2 separate regions of the Zea mays genome follow, and region 2 is linked to region 1. The links are chromatin contacts, called in public Hi-C maps. All regions are on one chromosome and are shown on one strand. The core of a region is the stretch at or near the end of the contact, and the rest is flanking DNA. Distances in the headings are between cores, read along the strand shown. Region 1 has its middle 28 kb from the start of z1B_1. Region 2 overlaps LOC100274092 (dolichyl-diphosphooligosaccharide--protein glycosyltransferase 48 kDasubunit).

Evidence for each region. A called contact is a pair of places that touch in the nucleus more often than the background predicts.
Region 2: a contact with region 1 is called in a Hi-C map of tassel, with 4 times the contacts expected there. The contact joins two enhancer-like sites. A contact is called at or near these places in 3 of 25 Hi-C or Micro-C datasets (endosperm, leaf and tassel) and 1 of 3 datasets of contacts at active chromatin or transcription factors (leaf).

Annotation. Positions count from the first base shown.
Region 1 is chr7:19,295,410-19,300,895 of Zm-B73-REFERENCE-NAM-5.0, forward strand. No RefSeq gene overlaps it. Among protein-coding and RNA genes, the nearest start is that of z1B_1, 28 kb to the left of the region's middle. Within about 2 kb of position 4,187, at least 18 of the 20 cell types and tissues checked have an H3K27ac peak or open chromatin away from gene starts, as enhancers often do. A contact at or near this core is called in leaf and tassel, where this site is marked.
Region 2 is chr7:19,596,841-19,602,115 of Zm-B73-REFERENCE-NAM-5.0, forward strand. LOC100274092 (dolichyl-diphosphooligosaccharide--protein glycosyltransferase 48 kDasubunit) reads right to left here. Exons shown (of 13, transcript NM_001148471.1): 12 at 5,119-5,202; 13 at 4,444-4,801. The coding sequence ends at 4,754. Among protein-coding and RNA genes, the nearest start is that of LOC100274092, 13 kb to the right of the region's middle. Within about 2 kb of position 3,496, at least 6 of the 20 cell types and tissues checked have an H3K27ac peak or open chromatin away from gene starts, as enhancers often do. A contact at or near this core is called in leaf and tassel, where this site is marked.

The DNA.
Region 1 (5,486 bases), core at 2,937-5,436:
CTTGTAAATATGCTAGACCAATGCCTCTTTGTTCTACATGGTAGATAAGGGCCACGCTTGTACGCTGCTCGAGATAGAGACGTCAACATCGGCATAATATAATTTCCATTGTTCGTTTAATAGCCAATGAAAATAGTCTGACCAAAACTAACAAAAATAAACTAGTGTCCATTGGCTATCGAAGGCCGACAAAAATTGACCAACTTTTGTTGTCTTATCTAAAAGCCCACATAAACTATTTTGGCTCATGAAAGTTTCTTTTTCCTATGGTGAGGTATGTGCTATACATATGCAGGCCTTGTTTCACATAAGGAGTTAGGCCATAAAAGCAAAAATTTTACATGGATTGTTATGAAGGACCATAACAACTATGACTACCACCTCAATGCAAGAAACATCTAAGCAACCTTTAATTAAACTATTACCTTGAAAAAACTTAGACTTAAAGAACAAAGTTTAACTAAGTAAATATTTGTGTCCATAAAGGTGTTATTCCTAATCATTCACATGCATGTTGTAATCATTTGGTACCTAAATACCTAGACATAAGAAGAGCGGTCATCTCATGAGAGTCCCTAAATAAACTACTAGAACACCAAATAAATAGTAGTTTTTTCTAGAACAGATTTTTTTTATACTCATTAGCCAGGAAAAAGTGGTGAATTGTGCCTTCCTTCTCTTATGCTACATGCTCTTTCTGCAAGTGTCACTATCACAACCATTATCCCTTGAGTAGTACCAACTACATAATTCCATCGTATGTAGCTCCTAGTAGTTACACCTATGGGAATTAAAAACTCGATCCTGCAATTCAACATATGCTCATGCCTACATGTTTGTTCCTTATACATGTGCTGAAGACAATCATCAGTGCCTGTCATCGCACTACAGTCTGCAAATGATGACCCATTATTACTGATGCCCATTTTGTTAGCATGATTAATCTCCAATTATGATTGAGGAGACATCATCTTAGGTTGATTGTGTGCACTGCACTTCCTGGTGCAATTATGGGCTTATCTGTCACGCCCGGTTTTAGAAGGTAAACCGGATGCGAACCATGTACGTGCCAGGATCATAACTCACATACATAACGATTACATAAATGACTCATCATAGCACAATGCTTCGAATAATTATAAAGAGTAAGTAATAATATTACAGACTAGAGTCATTTACATAATATAAATCAAAGTGCACATAATAGAAACATAGACAACGTAAATAAACCCACCGCAGGCAGCTGACTGGGGGAGGTTGCTAGTCTAATCCTCGAACACATCAAAGTCCTGGAACTCCTAGAGATTCGCCTCGACGCCTTCTTCTTTACCTGAGCATAGGTTGCACCAAAGGCAACCTAGTGTTTTGTGAAAGCAATGGTGAGTACACATCAACGTACTCAGCGAATGTCCCATTTGGCTGAAGTGGACTAGCTTTATGTGGAGTTAGACTGAAAGCAGGTCGCTTTTACTTTGTCAAGTTTTATTCTTTAATATGAGCCAAGTTTTATCATTAAACCCAAGTTATCATCCCAAAGAGTACCTCCTCAGAGGAAATACCATAATCCACTATCAGAATCATCATTAATAGAACCATCATCGTCATCTATAATCATTGTATCTTAGATCATCTGTAACTCTAATCAAAGAGAATCCCAAGGCCGCCCTTAACCGTGAGCATGACTGATATATCAATTTCATAACACTCTGTAGAGGTTACACACTTTACATATAAGCCATGATTCCCTTTCTGCCCGAGGATCATAACTCCCCATTGATCACTTCTAAGGTGAACTAGCAGGGTCTCACTACGTGGATGTTCCCTAGGGTCCTCACTATGCTAATGGTAGAAATGACCACTGCATAGATACCATCTGAGTACCCAAGCCTATACCCTCTGCCCTTAGGAAAAAGCCATGGGAACGACGCCCGTACCTAGATCCCTGGGCGAGAATATAAGATTCATAATAGATGCCTCCGTCCCCAATGACCAAAACAAGCACCCAACATAAAACTTCCCTAATTACTTGGCCAAGAGTGTCCCATACCATCCTCACGGTTGAACTGTTTTCCCAGGTGGTCTCTCAGTGAAGAGGTCCTTATGGAGAGGTACTCGGGAAACAGCCTAAGTCCCCTTCAGTGCCACAAATTCATCATCATTTGCAGAATAAAATCATTGTATCATAATTGTATCTCATCATGTTCATTGATTAAAGTAGAGCACTAGCATAAAGCTAACCACAACAACCCAAAAGGTAATCAAGGACAAGGTGAACAGAAAGCTAGTAAATCCTTAGGTTTCAATTATGTAATATGGGGAAATGAATTATCATGTGAATATGACATAAGTAGGTCAGAGGACACTTGTCTTCACCAAACATATGCTCAAGGTCTTCAACCTTGTAGAACATGAAGAGCTCGATCTCATGATCACCAAAGCTTGATCGTCGATTCGCAGAAGTTTGGGAACGGATCACGTTCTATTCGCGACATGCAGCGAACACAAATAGGCACAATTAAACAAACATGTACATGCATAAGAACATTACACCATACAAGGGAAAGCATTATAAACATGTAATACCAAATAGAATTCGCTTCTACAGTCACGCGAGAAAAGAAACACCGAAATCGAAGCTACTGTTCAAAAGTTATAACTTCTGGAAGGTCTACGTGATTAAACACGTAAATAATTAATTCAGAATGTACGTGATATGTAGAAGCGCTAATCGACATCACATCAAACATAAATTCAAATGTTTTAATTAGCACAATTACATTAACATATATTTTCAAAATGTTTAACTAAAATTATGATTTTTTCGATAAAACAACTATTTTATTAGCCATTAGACAAATTAATGATTAATTAATTAAATAAAACATGTGACACATAATATATTGAATAAATAACAATTCGGAGATGTAACACTCAAAATTCTGATTTTTGCGATTAGTAAAAGAAATCAAAGGAAAGTGTCCTAATAAATAATTATACTATGGATTTTTTAAAAAAATAAATATTAATATTAAAACAATGTCAGTTAAAATAAAATAGAAACATAAATTCAGTTTGTAAGTTATAAGAAATAAATAATAAAAATAGTTTAAATTTGTTAGAATGGATTATTTTCCTTCAAGTACTATTTTTTAGTAACTCTTGATAAATATTTGCTATTGGGTAAATATCTCCTTTACTAAATGTATATCCAGAGGCATTCATTTAAATAAGAAATAAATAAATAAACTTAAATTTCGCATTCATGCTAGATATTTTGATTGTGTATTAAATTTGAATTTTGAAACCTTAGCTCGGATTTGAATTTGAAATTTGTAAATCAAAATGAAAATAGGAAAAGAAAAGAAAAGGAACAAATCCCTGCTGTTGGGCTGAATTCCTTGGCTCGGCCCACTAGCTTCACCCGGCCCATTCCCGCTCTTACGCGCGCGGCCCGCCAGCAAACACACCCGCGCGCCTTGCGTCACCGCTGTGTGGACCCCGCTGGTCGGCCTCACGCCTGACGCGAACTCTCGGACCGGTGTGTCGAACAGGTAGGGACCATAGTCCAGGTTCTCTCTTCCACGATGCTGCGTTAGCCACTGTGTTGTGGGGCCATCCTATCGGATCGGTCTTCTTCACCCCGCACGGGCCGCTCGGGATAATGTGTGTGCCTCGATTCCGTGGCAGAGCCCCAGTCCCGCACACCAGAAATCTATTATTCTGGGGGGATCTCCGACGTGTGGGGCCGGCTCATCAGGTTTTTCTCCACGCTTGTACCCGTTTGCAAACAGCCACCGGAGTTCATGGGGTCCCGATCCAGCCTGACACCAATCGGCCTTTCCTCAAATCCGGAATATAATAAAAACCGCCCCTCCATAATCTCCTCGTCCATTGAATCTAATCGTCGTAGCAACCCAAGCCAAGAACACACGGGCAGGTGAGAGCGACCGAGAGAGAGCAGAGAGATGATCCGTCGTTGGGCATTCGCGCATTGGCCCTCGTCGGGGACTTGTGGTCGGGTCTCTGCGCCGCTGCTATGTTCAGCGAGATGGATGTCGACATCTGGACCGTTGATCTTCTGTAGTGCGGCTAGGATTAAATTCTTCCGTTACTGGTTGGGGTATGGAATCTGCACCGTCCGATCGGGAGAGAGCGGTTGAGATTAGTTTGAGCGTACCCCTTCGACCTATTGAATATGCGTCGTTCGATCTGGATCGGAGGACACTGACTGCGTACCGGTTCGTGAAGGCTATGATCTAATCCGATCCGTAGATTGGTGATCCAACGGTCGAGTAATAACCATACCCCTTCAACCCGGATAGTATGCAATTTAGCCCCTGCCCTTCTCTACAATTGAACCCGCCGTCCAAACACATTGAAAAATAAATTGCATATCAGTCCAAAACTTTACGGATTTGACCTTGGGCTTTTAAACAATAGGCACTGCAGTCCATTAAATATGGATTATTAATAAATTAGATCCGAAAATGATTTTTAGTGTTGAAATAATCCAAAAAGCCTGGAAAATTTATAACTTCCACGTTTTAACTCCGATTTAATCCCTCCAAATTGCGTTAGCTTCGTAATAAAATTATCTACACATTAGTAACCCTACTTTATCATGTAACACGTTTTTAAATAATTAATATGTTTACCCTAGGTTCATCGGATTAACTTCTCTAATTAGAATTAAAGTAATGTTTTCAGTCCCTAGTTATGATTTAGCTAAAATATGTCTTCTAATCAAGTTATAACTTGGATTAGAATTAAATTAATGGTTTCTTAGGAATATCTTTCTCACATGATTCATTAATCAACATAGACATAGTTTTCATATTCGATCACATAAAACTTATGAAAATCATAACTTTATAACCGTAACTCCGATTTTAGTGTTTGTTGAACCTAGATTTTCATTACGATGCGTAGGATATTATTATGTAGTTTGTTCTCATGTTTGGAGTGATGTTAATTTTTGCCTATACCATGTTTGTGTGTATTGCTACGACTAGCAGCGAGGTTACGAGTCATCTGAAGACTAAGTTGGTACCTGGAATCTCATGTCTAAGGCAAGTTGTGCCCTTGATCACTTTTCTTTACCCAATAATGTTTTTGTCAATCACTGTGACATGCTCAGGTTAATCTGATGGGACCTAATAGATTTTCCTAGACTTGTTTATCTCACACCTTATTTACCACTGAACTTTTGGGTAGTTATGCTATTGCTCTATCTGGTTTTGGCATTAATATTACATTATTACCATGTTCCAATGATACTATTGTTTTAATTGTTGTTCAAGTGAGATTATCTCATTATTCAAAAGACAATGTGTACTCCTTATTTTTCCCTCAGGGTTTTTAAGGAGATAATATTTTGGAGGATAAATTGTAGATTATCAAATGGACTTGGATTGATCAAGGGGGAGTATTACAAAATATTGTGTACAAAGTGATCAACTCCTCCCCTGGCAGTTTTCTCCCAAGGG
Region 2 (5,275 bases), core at 2,246-4,745, 300 kb after region 1:
TCCCCGGGACACGAGCGACTCCGCCGCCAAAGTAACCAAGCCGCTGCATATCTTGCACGCGGACCGAGGACATCCGCGACACACCGAAATTCACCGTATCGCCGGCGCGCAACTCCTCCGCCGCCACAGTGCTCAGCGTCTCCTCAGACGACGCGTCGGCCGGCAGCGTAGCGGCAGGAGAAGAAGAAGAGGTCAGCATCGCTACGTACCGGCGGCGGCGGCGGGCGGTCTGCTTCACACGGGCCAGATCTCCGACGAACAAGAGCAAGGAGGGCAGACGAGCAGCAAGAGGTTTGAGAAGGCGGTCAGGGTTTTCGCGGAGCGCGGAAAGACAAAGTTCAAAACGCCCCCCGTCCCCTTTTATACACAGGGCGCGGCGCTTCGGGAAACCCGCAATCCAACAGTACAGCGTCAATCAACGGTCATGTCAAAAACCCCCGCGGAACCACTTCGAGCGAGGGCAGCGTCTCCGCCATCTAGCGACGTCTTCGGCACCAGGTGACTTAGTCGAATTGGTCCCTCGGAGGGCAAATGTTGGGGCAAAGGCGAAGACGCCACCCTTCGCTCGAGGCCTTCGCCGTACTCGCTGCACCAACAGTGGCATGACAGCGGTAGACATACCCTTCGTCTCATACGCGGTCGGACGAAGACCTGTGACGAGGTCGTCTCATCCTGCGACCTCGTCCAGAACGGAGGCCCACGTGTGATCCGGCCCATTGTAATAGGCCCTGCGTGGCCGTTGCGCGTTACGGGCCTAATTTGTAAAGGCCTCCCTGTAATTACGGTCTGTAACCCCGCTTTATGGGAATATTCCGGGGATAATCTAGGTGTCTGAGGGCACATGCGTCCTTAACACGGGACGCCAGGCACCCGGACACCTATAAATACCCCCGCACAGTGCCCTTGAGAGGCGAGATTAACAGAGCTTTTGCCATCACGTGCAGGAACCCTGTTGTGCTATTACACCCCCCCCGTTGGGCCAACTTGCGCCAGTGAGCAAGTTCCAACAATGCATCGATTGGTTTATCACTTAAGTGACTAATAGTGTGTGTATACACTAATTAGGTGTTCGTACGTTACTAGGATTTCTATATATCACATAGGTAGATCTGGTTTAAATGAGATAGTTGTTCAAATATGTTCTAAACCTTTACGATGAGCAATCGAAGATCCCGAGCGGCTTGCAAAGATGGTGGCGGCAGGGTCCTTGCTTCCTTGTGACTTCATGCCTCACAAGCTTGGCGAGCGGGCGGCACCACAACGGGTGCTCGTGTCTGCGCCCCTTCCCTCAAACAAACAACTACAAACTCAAATCAAACCTAACTAATCCTAAATTTACCGAATCAATATATTATGTACCTCAATCGATGACCTAACAACTATGCTGCGTCGACACCTAGTAACCCCACCTACAATCGTTTAATTGTATACGTGTATACATGTTCAGATAGGTCAAGCATGTCGGACGGCTTGGTCTGACACGGTTTAGCTCGACCTAGCCTGTTATCCATAGGGCCTGGCTGGTCCAGCCCAATCACCATGCTATTTAGCCCGACCTAACCCGTTGTCCACTAGGCTCGAGTCAATCCAACCCAATCACCATGCGTGGGCCTTAGGTACGACATTGATAGGCTATGTCTAACATAGTCTATTTTATTTTTTTCAAAAAAAATATCAATATCGTACTTGAATATAGAGTATAAAACACAAAAATATGTTATGTTCCCTAGATAGTGTATATGTTCTGTTGGCTAGAAAAGTGTGAATGTAAAGCCAATAACCATAAATAAAACATCCACATGTCCACAATTTAGGATGTGTTTGATTTACTACTTTTGTCCCTATAACAATCCACAGCGCAATCGTGTCACGTTGCTTCGTGTTTGGTTGGGTTGTACCAGAGCTGTTAACAGGGGATCTGATTTAGACCCGTGCAACTTAGTTTCCGCCCGCCTCCCTATGCTACCTGATGCCACTTCCGCAGCTTCTCTCCACTAGCTACCGCCAAACAAAAAACATTAATCGTTACGATGTAACAACTACTAGGGGCAGTCGATCACATTGTTGTTACGGTGTTACCTCTGGTTTGGATGAACCAAACAGCACCTTACTATCATAGGTCGTCAGGCCATAGGCCGATCTGCAAAAAAAAGGAAGGGGAGCAGGGAGATATAGATCTTCCAATCTTCTATCCAGATTTGTTGCTAGTTAAAGGGGGAGAACGAAATTGGCTCTATAGGCTACGCACAAAATGTAAACATGCTATTAAACGATAAAAATGTGTACGGTAACTTTTATCCAAATGACAATTTACAATGTGAGTTTAGCATCAGATACATTAAAGCATTCGGTACGCTAATTATAAAATGTTTCTCGTTGTTCGCAAAGCTTCCATCAATAACTTATAAAAGGTTCGGTAAAATAGAGATTGTTATTCTCGTCCCCTAAACCTAACACACTTCTGACCGTTCCCTAAGACTGCATGCAACGGCTCCCGCCGGCCACTCCCTCCCCTTTAGGGGACTTTTTTTTGCTGCAATGATAGCCGTCAAATCATCCTCTACGCGCTACAGTGGTGACGGAAACCACATGACACTGCCAGAAGCAGGGGAGCAGCAGCACGCCCCTAGCGTGGATCTGCGTGTAGAGATGCCCAAACGGGCGGCCCGGCCCGGCACGGCACGGGCCCGTCAGGCCCGACGGTTAATCGGGCCGTGCCCGGCCGGCCCGCGTGCCGCAACCGCGGCCCAGGCACGGCACGGCGGCCTGGTGGTCGTGCCGGGCCGGCCCGTTTAACTGGTCACGTTCTCCCATTAATTCAAGGAAATAGCAAAAAAACCATGTTTTTGTGAGGATTTGAACCCGCAACCTCACTCTATGAGGCTGAAACGCTTAACTGAAGGACACTAACCAGTATAACTCAAGTGCGTTTGTTGTAAATAGCTAATATAAAATGTAAATATATATATACTATGTTTTATAAAATAAAAAATATATAATCGTGCCGGGCCGGGCCAGCACTGCGGGCCGAGACAGCGGCCCAAGCACGGCACGGTTCTCGTACCGGGCCGGGCCCGGCACTATTAAACGGGCCGTGCTTCGGGCCGGCCCGTTAGGCACGGCCCATTTGGCCATCTATATCTGCGTGCATATCAGGAGTTGTTAGTTGGAGAAAAATAGATAAATGATGATAGATAGGTATAAAAAATGATATTTTATGGTTGAAGTGAGGTATAATGAGAGAATTTAGGAGAAACAGCTGCGGGAGTAAGAAAAGTAAGAGATAAAATGTTGACGATGTGATGCAAAAAAAATAATACAGTGAAACAGCTGCAAATAGCCTAAGGCTCTGTTCGGTTTTTAGGGATTGGAGCCTCGGATTGATTTCTACTGAAATTACTTCTCTAATTTATATAGATTTTGATGAGCTGAAACGAATCCTGTCTTATTACTGTACAACCGAACGGCCCCAAAGCTTCTCTCCCTATTCCCTCCCGCCGCTCGTTGTACGTGTCTCTGGTTACAGCAAAAGCAGCCGGTCCACACGTTCAGGTTCACGTGAACACAAAAAAAATCTCCACCACGTCAAAATGTAGTTGTAAAACATATTTAATAGTTTTAATATAAATAATATTTTACATTCTACGTACTCATACAGTTTTCGCATTGCGTTCTCATGCGATTATCAAAAAATGTCAAATTTCAAAAAAAAAGTTTACTTAATTTTTCCATACTAGGTTAAATTTGTTTTTAAATGTATATTACAAAACAATCAATATAGTATATAGTTTCTGTCATCACTGTAGATATAGAGAACCGGATTTAGTAAACGTTGCTGGAGATGAGGAAATATAGAGAAAGAAATCTTTTAGAGTATGGTGTATAGGACAGTGAATATATTTTTAGAAGATGAAATTTAGAGAACGTTGTTGAAGACCAATAAATATTAAGATGTTGTTTGGTTTACTAAAATGTAACATAATAATGATTCACAATCAAGTACTAGCAATAATAAGTTTGAATAGAATGCTATCAATTTCATTCTATCAATTTCTAGTGTGATATCTAATTACAGTTAAACTTAAATAAACATGGTTTAACGTTATCAATTACCCATTACATGACAAATGTACATGACAAATGTGAACCAAACGGCACCTAAAATGCATCCACTGCCCGAGAAAATGCTCATATAACATTACAAATTTCGAATTCTGTACATGAAGCGGCATGTTTAGTGCACTCTTCGAGCATTCATGTTCAACAAGCCCGTGAAAAAAAATACGTGCATGGCATGTTTAGTGCACTCTTCGAGCATCATGTTCAATAAGCCCGTGAAAAAAAATACGTGCGTCCAGGTTATAAACACGAACAATTGCGGAAGTATAATAGGCAGACTTTGAAGTCCACACCCAGGATCAGAAATCAGAACTGGGCACGAGTGCAAAATTACTGGGGGTGTAGTACTTCCAAAATCACGTTTCAGTGCTATAGACTGTAAACGTTCTGACAAGTGCTGATCAGAAAGGGTCCAAGAAAGAAAAAAAAGAAGTGGGGGCAGATCGAACATCCTAGCACGAGTAAATTTCCCATGAGTGCGGTCACGGTCGTCAAATGTTATCTAAGTTGGCAGTACAAAAACATGGTTCCATAAAATTGGCGCCGGGTAACTCTTGGCTTATAGCACAACATTCAGTGCCCACAGATCTTGGTCACGTCAGCCTCCAGAGACTTGTGCGCTCCCATGAGTCCTTTATTTGTGGTACAGGTACACAAACGAGAATACGAAGAAAGCACCCATCTGCAACGAGGAAGAAATGAGAGAGGTGATACATAGAGCTAATCCAGAGCTTACATGCTCTCTCAATACATGTGGATTGAAGTGGGGAATGGACTTGTTTCCCTGTCAATAGCTACCAATGCATATGGACTGGAGAGGATTATCATCTATTCAAACTAGGCCGTAAGAAAAAACAAGGCTAGGTAGTTATACACGATTCAACCTATGAAACGATCTACGCAAGTGAATTTTAATGATAAAGCTCATAGAGGTGAAGCTGTAAAAGATGCAAAAAACAATTTCATTGTGTCTACTGAATAGAATACGGAAGATCTTACTGTTGAAAATGAGGCGGTGTAGTATGGGTACGCTGATGTTATGAATCTCTCATACTCATTATGTCTGTAAGGACGTACTGGAATCTGCAGCAGACAGAAACAGATTATCGAATGAGAAAAAGTCACAGAAAACGACTATACAAGTGGATGCAGCTTG